Linked DNA regions of Mus musculus: region 1 is linked to region 2. A link is a contact called in public promoter capture Hi-C data. All regions are on one chromosome and are shown on one strand. Each heading gives the region's core, a stretch centred on a gene start, on an enhancer-like site or on the middle of the called end of the contact. The rest is flanking DNA. Distances are from core to core; before and after follow the strand shown.

What was found. Promoter capture Hi-C pulls out the DNA fragments that hold promoters and counts their contacts.
Region 1: a contact with region 2 is called in a promoter capture Hi-C map of neutrophils, with 6 times the contacts expected there. The contact joins the enhancer-like site here to the promoter of Cd69 in region 2. A contact is called at or near these places in 7 of 39 promoter capture datasets (the 3T3-L1 cell line, cranial neural crest, liver and 2 more) and 2 of 9 other capture datasets (adipose tissue and macrophages).

The regions. Positions count from the first base shown.
Region 1 is chr6:131,267,840-131,272,599 of GRCm38.p6, forward strand. No RefSeq gene overlaps it. Among named protein-coding and RNA genes, the nearest start is that of Klra2, 23 kb to the left of the region's middle. Within about 2 kb of position 2,007, at least 37 of the 459 cell types and tissues checked have an H3K27ac peak or open chromatin away from gene starts, as enhancers often do. A contact at or near this core is called in neutrophils, where this site is marked.
Region 2 is chr6:129,273,995-129,279,159 of GRCm38.p6, forward strand. It overlaps Cd69 (CD69 antigen), which reads right to left and starts at 1,375. Exons shown (of 5, transcript NM_001033122.4): 1 at 1,228-1,375. The coding sequence starts at 1,291.

The DNA of each region.
Region 1 (4,760 bases), core at 757-3,256, 2.0 Mb after region 2:
CAGTAGTGATGAGATATGTGCACTATTTTTCAGGAGTCTGTATTTGGTTCTGAACATAGAGAGTGATTCCTATCGGTTTGGAGCAAAGGCATCCATTCTCCAGACACAAGCTGCTGTTTACCAGGACAGAAGATAGATTCTGCTCTGCTAAGTCAAATTTCGGAAGAACATTTCCAGCTCTTCACACTTTTTGCACAATAAAACGAGCCCTGCGGTTAAAAATTCAGTCATAATATCCAATATATAAAAAGAACTCAAGAAGTTGGAAAATGAGGTTTAAAATGAGGTTTCAACATTGTAGATTTCTGGGTAAAATGTACCTTGTGTAGAAATCCTACATGTATGAAGTTTCACAAGATTTTGAACTATTTCAGCTTTGGCCTTGTGTTTTGTATCCTCCCAACTCAGCCATGAAGGAGCTGGATGACAGGCATGTGCTCTTAATCAGTTCTGCGGATCAAAAGTGCATACTCCATACTCCAGAGAGTACTGGGGACACAGACACAATCCAAGTACAAGACCCCAAACTAGAGCATGCAGTCCACCAAGAGAGCAAAACTGAGGATAGGAAGGAAGGAAAGAGGGATGGATGTTCTTAAGAACTGGTAGGAATGGCACTTCCTTCCATCTCAGCTCTGAACTTTGTCCCTGTAACTCCTTCCATGGGTATTTTGTTCCCCATTCAAAGAAGGAAAAAAGTAACCCATACTTTGGTCTTCCTTCTTCTTGAGTTTCGGGTGTTTTGCAAATTTTATCTTGGGTATTCTAAGTTTCTGGGCTAATATCCACTTATCAGTGAGTGCATATCATGTGTGTTCTTTTGTGATTGTGTTACCTCACTCGGGATGATAACCTCCAGATCCATCCATTTGCCTATGAATTTCATAAATTCATTGTTTTTAATAGGTGAGTAGTACTCCATTGTGTAAATGTACCACATTTTCTGTATCCATTCCTCTGTTGAGGAACCATCCAGAGACTGCCCCACCCAGGGATCAATCCCATAAACAACCACCAAATCCAGACACTATTGCATATGCCAGCAAGATTTTGCTGACATGACCCTGATATAGCTGTCTCTTGTGAGCTATGCCAGTGCCTGGCAAATACAGAAGTGGATGCTCACAGTCAGCTATTGGATGCAACACAGGGCCCCCAACGAAGGAGCTAGAGAAAGCACCCAAGGAGCTAAAGGGGTCTGCAACCCTATAGGAGGAACAACAATATGAACTAACCAGTACCCCCAAAGCTTGTATCTCTAGATGCATATGTAGCAGAGGATGGCCAAGTCGGCCATCTATGGGAGGAGAGGCCCTTGGTCTTATGAAGATTGTATGCCCCAGTACAGGGGAATGTCAGGGCCAGGAAGTGGGAGTAGGTAGGTTGGGGAGCAGGGCGGGGGTGGGTATAGGGGACTTTCAAAGAGGAAACTAGGAAAAGGGATAGCATTTGAAATGTAAATGAAGAAACTATCTAATAAAAAATGAACATTTAAAAAAGAAAGAAAAACAAATATTTTTGAATGGTACTAAAATAAATAAATAAATAAATAAATAAATAAATAAATATTTTCTCTCATTCTCTAGGGAAAAAAAAAAGAAAAAAAAGAACTAGTAGGGAACAATTGCTGGTCTGGATATGATTTGTATACAGCCCTATCCTTAAAGAGCCCTAGAAGTCCATAAGTTTTCCCATAAGTTCTATTTTTCTCTACACAATACGAAGCATCTTTGTGTGTCTGAGGTATTCCAAATGGTAAAGTCAAGCTATCTATTATCACTAAATCAAATAAGTTAAGTTTCTCAGCTTAGAATTCAACACTGACAGGGTGTGTTGAAAGAGCAGCAAATGGAGAAGAGAAAGTGAGATTTCTTTCGTTTTCGCTATTAAACATAATTCTTCATTTACATTTTAGAAAATGCACAGTGGGGTTTACACATTCCTGTCCCCACTACCCTCTCTCATGCCCTCTCTCTTCCTCTGTGACTTCCTTCCCAGAAAGAGACTTCCTCTTCTGAATAATGACTGTCATTGCCTTGTTGCATTAGATGTTGGGGACATTTAAGACAATTACAACACCTTCTGCTAGAGTGAGAGTACTGTTCCTAGTGCACACTTTTCATTTTATTTTCTAGAACATTTGGTGTTTCTTCAGCCTCTAGCTTCTCTGTTATTTTTTAAAGTTTCAGAATTTTTCTTGACTAAAAAAACATAAGCAAAAACAAACCAAAACCCCTCTTATTGGATTCTCAAATGTGACAGAATGTTTCTCTTCTCCATTCTCAAAAACTTTTTTCTTTGAAGTCTCCCATTATTGTACTTTGCCCATCTGGCTTTCTTTTGTTATCAGCTAACCAGAGCATGCAGTCCCCTAAGAGAGCATAATTGAGGATGGGGAGGAAGGAAAGAAGGATGGTTAAGAACTAGTAGGGAACCATGGCTGGTCTGGATATGATTTGTATACAGCTGTATCCTAGAAATCCAACTAGAAATAGGATTTCTGTTTTCACTAGGAGCCAATAGTATATTGTTTTCAAAAAGTCAAAGTTTAAAATGCACAAAAATGGGTGAAATTGGACACTTAAAACACATACTTCTGTGGCCAGCTTTTCTGGGCCCTTGAGTCTCATTAATCCTCACTGGGTTCTGCAAATCTGAAGACTTATGAAATCTCCTAGTCGAGTAAGTGACCTTGTGGTCACTCATCTTGGAAGTAAGTGGAGTATGATTATTAAAGATTAAAACCCAGCCTTAGAGTGAGCTCAAGGACAGCCAAGGAAGGCTATACCACAAGGAAGGTTTGCCTTGGGAGGTCAGAAGGAATACAAAAACAAAACATGGTCTTGACTGATTTCTAAAGACAAAGTCAAAATGTCTCCTTCAGAAAGGTACCTGGATCCAGTGTTTCAGACAGTGTTGGTGGTGTTGAGTCTGGCTAACTTCTCTACTGATACAAACCCCCTAATATGGACTGATCCTGATTTTAACTGAAGAAAACACTTTGCAGATTTCCATTAAATTCATTTATACTTCTAATGATCACAGCACTTATTATAAGGAAATACAGAGAGAATTTAAAACTTACTAATAAATCATTGTTCTATTAATGTTCTATTAACACTTACTAATAAATCATTGTTCTATTAATCCTCTTTGTTCAAAATATTCAACATATATAAAAATGATAGGCAAAATTGGTACCACCACATATCATTTAAAAACTTTTTAACTATCAATTCAAATAACAAAAATTCAAAGATTTATGAATAAGAATCTTTACTTTAAAATTACTTAGTCATTTTGATACATATAAATATAAAAATGTTCTGGCAGTCATTTCAGTTATATATGACTATCAGTTTCCCAGAAAAAAAGAAAAGAAAAACTTCAAAAGAATATTTGAAAGTTAATACTGCAGGTGATCCAAGTCACATAAATAAGTATCTTTTGTGTATGTTACAGCTCTAAACAGCTGAGACAGTGAACATTCTCTACATTCTCCTCAAGGGTTGGGACTGATGAATAGATATAACTAGGAGAGATTCTACTGACTAGGGTAACACTGACACAGAAAGACAAAGGCCACTCATTCTTTTGTATCTGAGGCTCCTGCCTCCAAGAATTGAGACATTCTACCTAACATGGAGTAACTGTAACAACCAGGAAAGCAGAAGGGGAGCTTTGCAAGAATGGGGTGTGGAAGCAATACACAGGGGCATTGCAAGTTGCAACCTGAAATCTAATCCCAAAATTATCCTATGCACATGATCATTTTACAAATAATATCCTGGTATATGATGCTGCCTATATGAAGATAAATTTTGTCACTATGCAGTCATTACCTAATGCCCATAAGGGATATAATCTGATAATAGATACCAATATACTATAAAGCATTAAATATTTGTAACTGACTTTCTCACTTATATTAATAGGTCAAATGACAATCAACAGATAATATAGAAAATGCACAATAAACTATTCTTTTCTAGTTATTTAATTCATGAAGATTTTTGAAGTTATTCAAAATTTCCCTTATTTGTCGAGAAAGAGAAATCTTTCCATTACAGAATTATTTTTAACTGGTGTATGTTATTGTTATTGTGGAAAGGGTGCATATGAGTTCAAAGGACAACTATAACTACTGAGTCCTCTCATTTCACCTTTGTGTGAGTTCCAGGGATCAAACTCAGGTCGTCAGTCAGGCTTGTATAGCCAGTATGTTTCACACTGAGCCATCTAACCTAGCTCCTGTTATGACTTCTTCAATATGGATACCATATAAACATATGACCCAGTTAAACAGTAATCAACTCCAGAGATCCCTTTACCTTAACTTCTTAGCACACAACACAAGTCACAGCATACTCCCAAAGAAAACAGCCAGTGCCAAACTTCTGTTTACTCATGCTGCCAGAGTTAATTCAATCTAACACAACCAACATGGCTTCCCATGTATTCAACTCTCAAGGCATATCATACTATAGAAATCCTCTAGAGTATGATGGTCATATGATAGAAAAAAAATAACGGCAGCTGTTACCTATGTCTCAATAAGAAAGTTATTCTGGTGGAGGGGTTTGACCCACTATTTGGGGGAGAAGTTGGCCTTCCTTGGAGGCTCTAAGAGGAAAGGCAAAACTGAATCACATCTGAGTGACAATCCAGCTCATGATTTTCTGTCCCTCCTCTTGACAAAAGCAAAAAGAGGAAATTGTGTAATGAAAGCTGACTCTGATCAAAATTACAGAACCAATGTC
Region 2 (5,165 bases), core at 125-2,624:
CCCAAGGAGGAGCCTGTTGATTCCACTGCTGCTGTGTTGCTAAGGTCATGGCCGTGAGAACATAAGTTAAATATACAAAGGTAGATGGAGCTGACCCCAGGCCAGGTCAGGAATTTCTGCATTTGGTCTTTCCTTCATTCCACTATTTATTATAGTTTCATTATTATCTGCTTTTTAAAAAAAATTTAAGTGAGACATATAGGTATGGGTTGCTTAGGTATCTAAAAATGAATATTGTAGACTTTATATCTATGTTTTTGACTTCATGCTCTCAAAGAAGGGATGAGATTTTAAAGGTAACTGAGACTTTTAAAAAATTTTTTATTTTTAATTTTTTTACACAACAAGACAACTTGACAGAGAAACTCAGAAAATAATTCGTTCCTCACCAACTATCTTGGCGGTGTTGGTCATAGCAAATCCCTTTATTAACTGGATCGCTCGTGCTTTCAAATAACTCTCATTCCCAAGTGCTAAGTGCTGGAGGGCTCCTTACAACTCAGATAGAAACAGACAGAAGAGACAGAAATGTGAAGGGTGATCATGCTTTTGTAAAAAGGAAGAAAAATATATAGTCATAGAATTTGAAGTGATTCATTGGAGGAGAGAGACAGAACAAAATGTAAGGAGGAGATTCCATAGGTCTCTGCAGAAGATGACATTTTAATGACAGGGTTACATTCTAATGCATCACCATATGACACTGCACATGTTCAGGTGTGTGTAATGCTGTTTTCTCTGAGCCTGGAGACCCGAATGCTGCTAACCACTGGAGGATTCATGAGGAGAACACTAATGAGGGAATACACACAGAAAGCAGGCAAATGGATAAGGAAAGAGCAAGAACGTAACTCTTTGTGTGAAAAACAGAGTTCTTCATAAAGAAAAGGATAAAACTTACTGATGATGGTGGTTATGGGAAAACTATAGAGAATAACTAGGTCAAGCCAGGCAATTTATCATTTATCATTTAAATCCACGAGTTGAGATGTTACAAATCTATTCAAAGGAAAAGTCCTTTCAAGATCATCTGAAAGTCATATAGCTCTCTCTCATACAAGTATCTTGTCTTCTCATAGCTAGAGAGGTATTTACCTATGCCCAGTTTCTCTTTTACTGATTGAAACAGAACATAACCAAGTCCTCTGATAATCTCTCCATTCTCCGCTCTATTCCACACATCAAATGTAGAGATCATTCCAGAATGTAAGAAATCACATGACTTACCCTTCTGCCCTCTCTCCAGATGTGAAGAGCTATTTTCCGTTATAGAACAGTTTTCAGAATCCATCCTTTTTAATTTTTTTCCCCTCAAGGTCCCTGGCGACTCTCAAGTGGTCCACGGAGAGATGTAGCTGGAGCTGTCTTGTTCAGTGTCTTGATCTCGGAGGATTTCAGCCTTTATACTCGATTAGGCTCCACCCCTTCCTCCTACCCTGTACTCACTCAACTCAGCCAGTTCTCTTTAATTTATGCTCCAGCGGCCTAGACACTTCACCGTGTGTTGTTGTGGTGAGCTGCGGGTTTTCCCTGCTGTCTGAAATGTGCTTTCTCACAACTGTAGCTTCAAGAGGAAGAGATAAATGGGATTTTCCCAGAATCGAAGACATCCTTCCACAAACTTTTAAAAACACAAATAACTTAGGAAATGGTATAATCTAAACAAGGAGCTAAAAGTTTGAGATTGCTGTATTTGACATGGAAAAGCACTGGAAGAGAGAGTAAAACTTTTTCATGCAATCCTTTGCATTGGTTTCTTTGTATATGTAGGCAGGTACAGGCATTTATTGAATACCCATTATGTACCAGGTGCTGTTGGTGGCCAGAAGATGTACTGTTGAGTAGGGATTTTAAAATCTCTATCTTTGTGGCTCTCTCTCTCCCTCTCTCTCAATTGGACAAGTTTTATTTAGTTAATTATGGATTTAAAACGTGTGGCATTCACTTCTTTTTTCCCCAGAGACTAGTTCTTTCAAGTGTCAGGAGTTGCTTTAGTGCAGGAAACAGAAAGCTTGTGGTCTGAAACTTCCTCGGTGTGATCTAAAACTGTTTCTCTTCAGTTATCTATTTCATCATCCCTTGCTCATTTTCTTGTCATCCTCCACTGTCAAACTTACTTTGTCTCACTGCAGAATATCTCCTTCTATTTCCCCATGTCCTTTTCAGGTGTCTGTGGCCTCGGATATTTGGAAGATGATCCCTATACACATATCTTCCCATGATATCCATCTCATTCAGATAAGTTATTGAGCACCACATAAATGCAGAAAATGTCTGTTTTGGTAAGTCAAGTGTGAGGATCTTAAAAAATTACAAGCATGATTTCTTACATTCTGGAATGATCTCTACATTTGACATATGGAATAGAGCAGAGAATGGAGAGATTGTCAAAGGACCTGGAGTAAAGTTGTCTGGTTTGCCTTTGTGAAGATATAATGCTTAGGTTGCTTGGAAGGTACCGGCACAGACAACTGAGGTGAGCCAGCAGGTGGATTTGTCTGCTTGAGACACAGACAGGTACATGCTGGTCCTAATGTGCCTTTTTGTTCTCAGTATCTTTCCTGCACAGCAGCTGGGATGAGATTAAGTATGTCATATCATCTTGTTGAGAACATTCAGCTCACCAAAGGCTTCCTAATAAAGGTTCCTTAAAATCCAAAGACCTTACAGCCAAGAAGAACCTCTACATTGGCCTCTGGGCACTTCCTCTATTACTTTCCCTCTACAACAGAGAGCTTCTTCTTATTCCATAGGAGTGCCCAGGAGCCTGCCACTGCAGGGCCTTTAGGTCTTTCGGTTGTGTCTTAGCGGTTCTTTTTCCATATGCCTATGTGCCAGGTTTTCCCATAATAAATAAGGTAATTAATTCAGTATCAAGTGAAAAGCAGGAAGGTCCAGATACTCATGAATACCAAGAAGTGCTCTTCTGACTCATGCCTGTTGGATGGGATGAGGTTTTCATAGAGTTCAGAACTGACAAAAAATAGGCAGGGAGAGTCATCATAGCCAGCCTCTGCTATAAGTTGGCTCCTAACTAAGCTCTTTAAAGGAAAAGGGCAGCTCAAGTGAGTATTTTTTAATTTATTTACCTTTATTAAACTTAATTTTTAAAAATTGTATTATATTTATGTGTGTGTGAGTCATGTATGTGTGTGCTGGTTCCCACAGAGGACAGAAGAAGGCTCCATGGAGTTAGAGTCACAAGCAATGTGAGTTTCCTTAAGCTGGGAACTGAACTCTGATCCTCTGAAAGAACAATAAGAACTCTGTACTACTGAGTCATCACCTCTCAAGCCCCATATTTATTTATTTACGTTCATCTATCTATCTATCTATCTATCTATCTATCTATCTATCTATCTATCCATCTATCTATCTATCTATCTACCCATCCATCAATCATCCATCCATCCGGCTGTCAGTTCGTCTGTCCATCCGTCCGTCTGTCTGTCTGTACTACTGAGTCATCACCTCTCAAGCCCCATATTTACTTATTTACTTTCATCTGTCTGTCTGTCTGTCTGTCTGTCTGTCTGTCTGTCTGTCTACCCATCCACCAATCCATCAGTCTTAGTCAGGGTTTCTATTCCTGCACAAACATCATGACCAAGAAGCAAGTTAGGGAGGAAAGGGTTTATTCGACTTACACTTCCATGCTGCTGTTCATCACCAAAGGAAGTCAGGACTGGAACTCAAGCAGGTCAGGGAGCAGGAGCTGATGCAGAGGTCATGGAGGGATGTTCTTTACTGGCTTACCTCACCTGGATTTCTCAGCCTGCTCTCTTATAGAACCCAAGACTACCAGCCCAGAGATGGTCCCACCCACAAGGGGCCTTTCCCCTTGATCACTAATTGAGAAAATGCCTTACAGTTGGATCTCATGGAGGCATTTCCTCAACTGAAGCTCCTTTCTCTGTGATAACTCCAGCTGTGTCAAGTTGACACAAAACTAGCCAGTACACCATATATCATATCATATCATATCATATCATATCATATCATATCATATCATATCTATCTATCTATCTATCTATCTATCTATCTATCTGTCTATGGTGTGTGTGTGTATCATAGTGCATTTGTAGAAGTTAAACAACAACTTGTAGGACTCACACTAGTTCTTTCCTAACTAACCACAGAACTTCTGGGAATTATAATAAGCTGATTAAACTTAACAGCAATTACCTTTACCTCCTGAATTATTTCAACAGACCTTCTCCCCATTCGAGTTTTGTTGCAGAAACCAACTGCAGTTATGCTATGTATGTATGTATGTAGCTGCATTGACACAACAGGCACACAATGTCTTTAAGTGATAAGCAGGAGGCATGTCTCTAAGTATTGATGCTCAGTGATAAGCATGATGCAAGTTTCACTTTTTCACTTTTTTTTTGTGTTGCTGTGATGTACTTATTTTTAGTTTTTATTAAACATATTTTTGGATGTATTGACTTATTGGGGTAGGAGTTGGACATATGCCATGATGTGTGTCTTGAAATCAGAGGACAATTTGTGAGGATATGGTTCTCTTTTTCTACCTCATGTGAGCCCCAAGAATAGAATTTGAGTCTTTACATTTGGCAAAACTCTCCTTGACCTGACAAGCCACCTGGCTAGTTCGTGTTATTGGAATTTTATATGATCAATTCATGATTTAAAAATCTCTAGATTTTCAATTCTCCAAACTGTCTGAAGACACAGTGTGTCCCAGACTTAAGACTTCTGTTTCTCCCTGCTTTCTTTCTTAAGTATTTACATGGTCTAGAAGGAGACGTTTAAAGCTGTGGGCTCCTCCTCAGAATACTCTGATGGTGCCAGGTCTCCAAATTGAGGGAAGAAAAACTAAGCAGACAACAAGGCTTTTCTGGGGAGTTTCATGAACAATTACAGATGGACAATAAAAAATGTGGCCATTTCTTGATTTAAAATGTTTGTAGTCTCAGTTATAAGTGGTAGCTAATGTCTGTAATTCTTGCACTTAGGAGACAGAGGGAGGAAGATTGCCACAAGTTCTAGGCCAGCCTAGATCGTATAGTAAATTCTGGATAGGATGGGGAAAAGAGTGATGAATAACCCCCCCCCCCCCACACACACACACAGTAAAAGTCTGTTTGGAGTACAGTACCTGGCATCCTATCAATGCATTCCTATAGCTGACCTAAAAG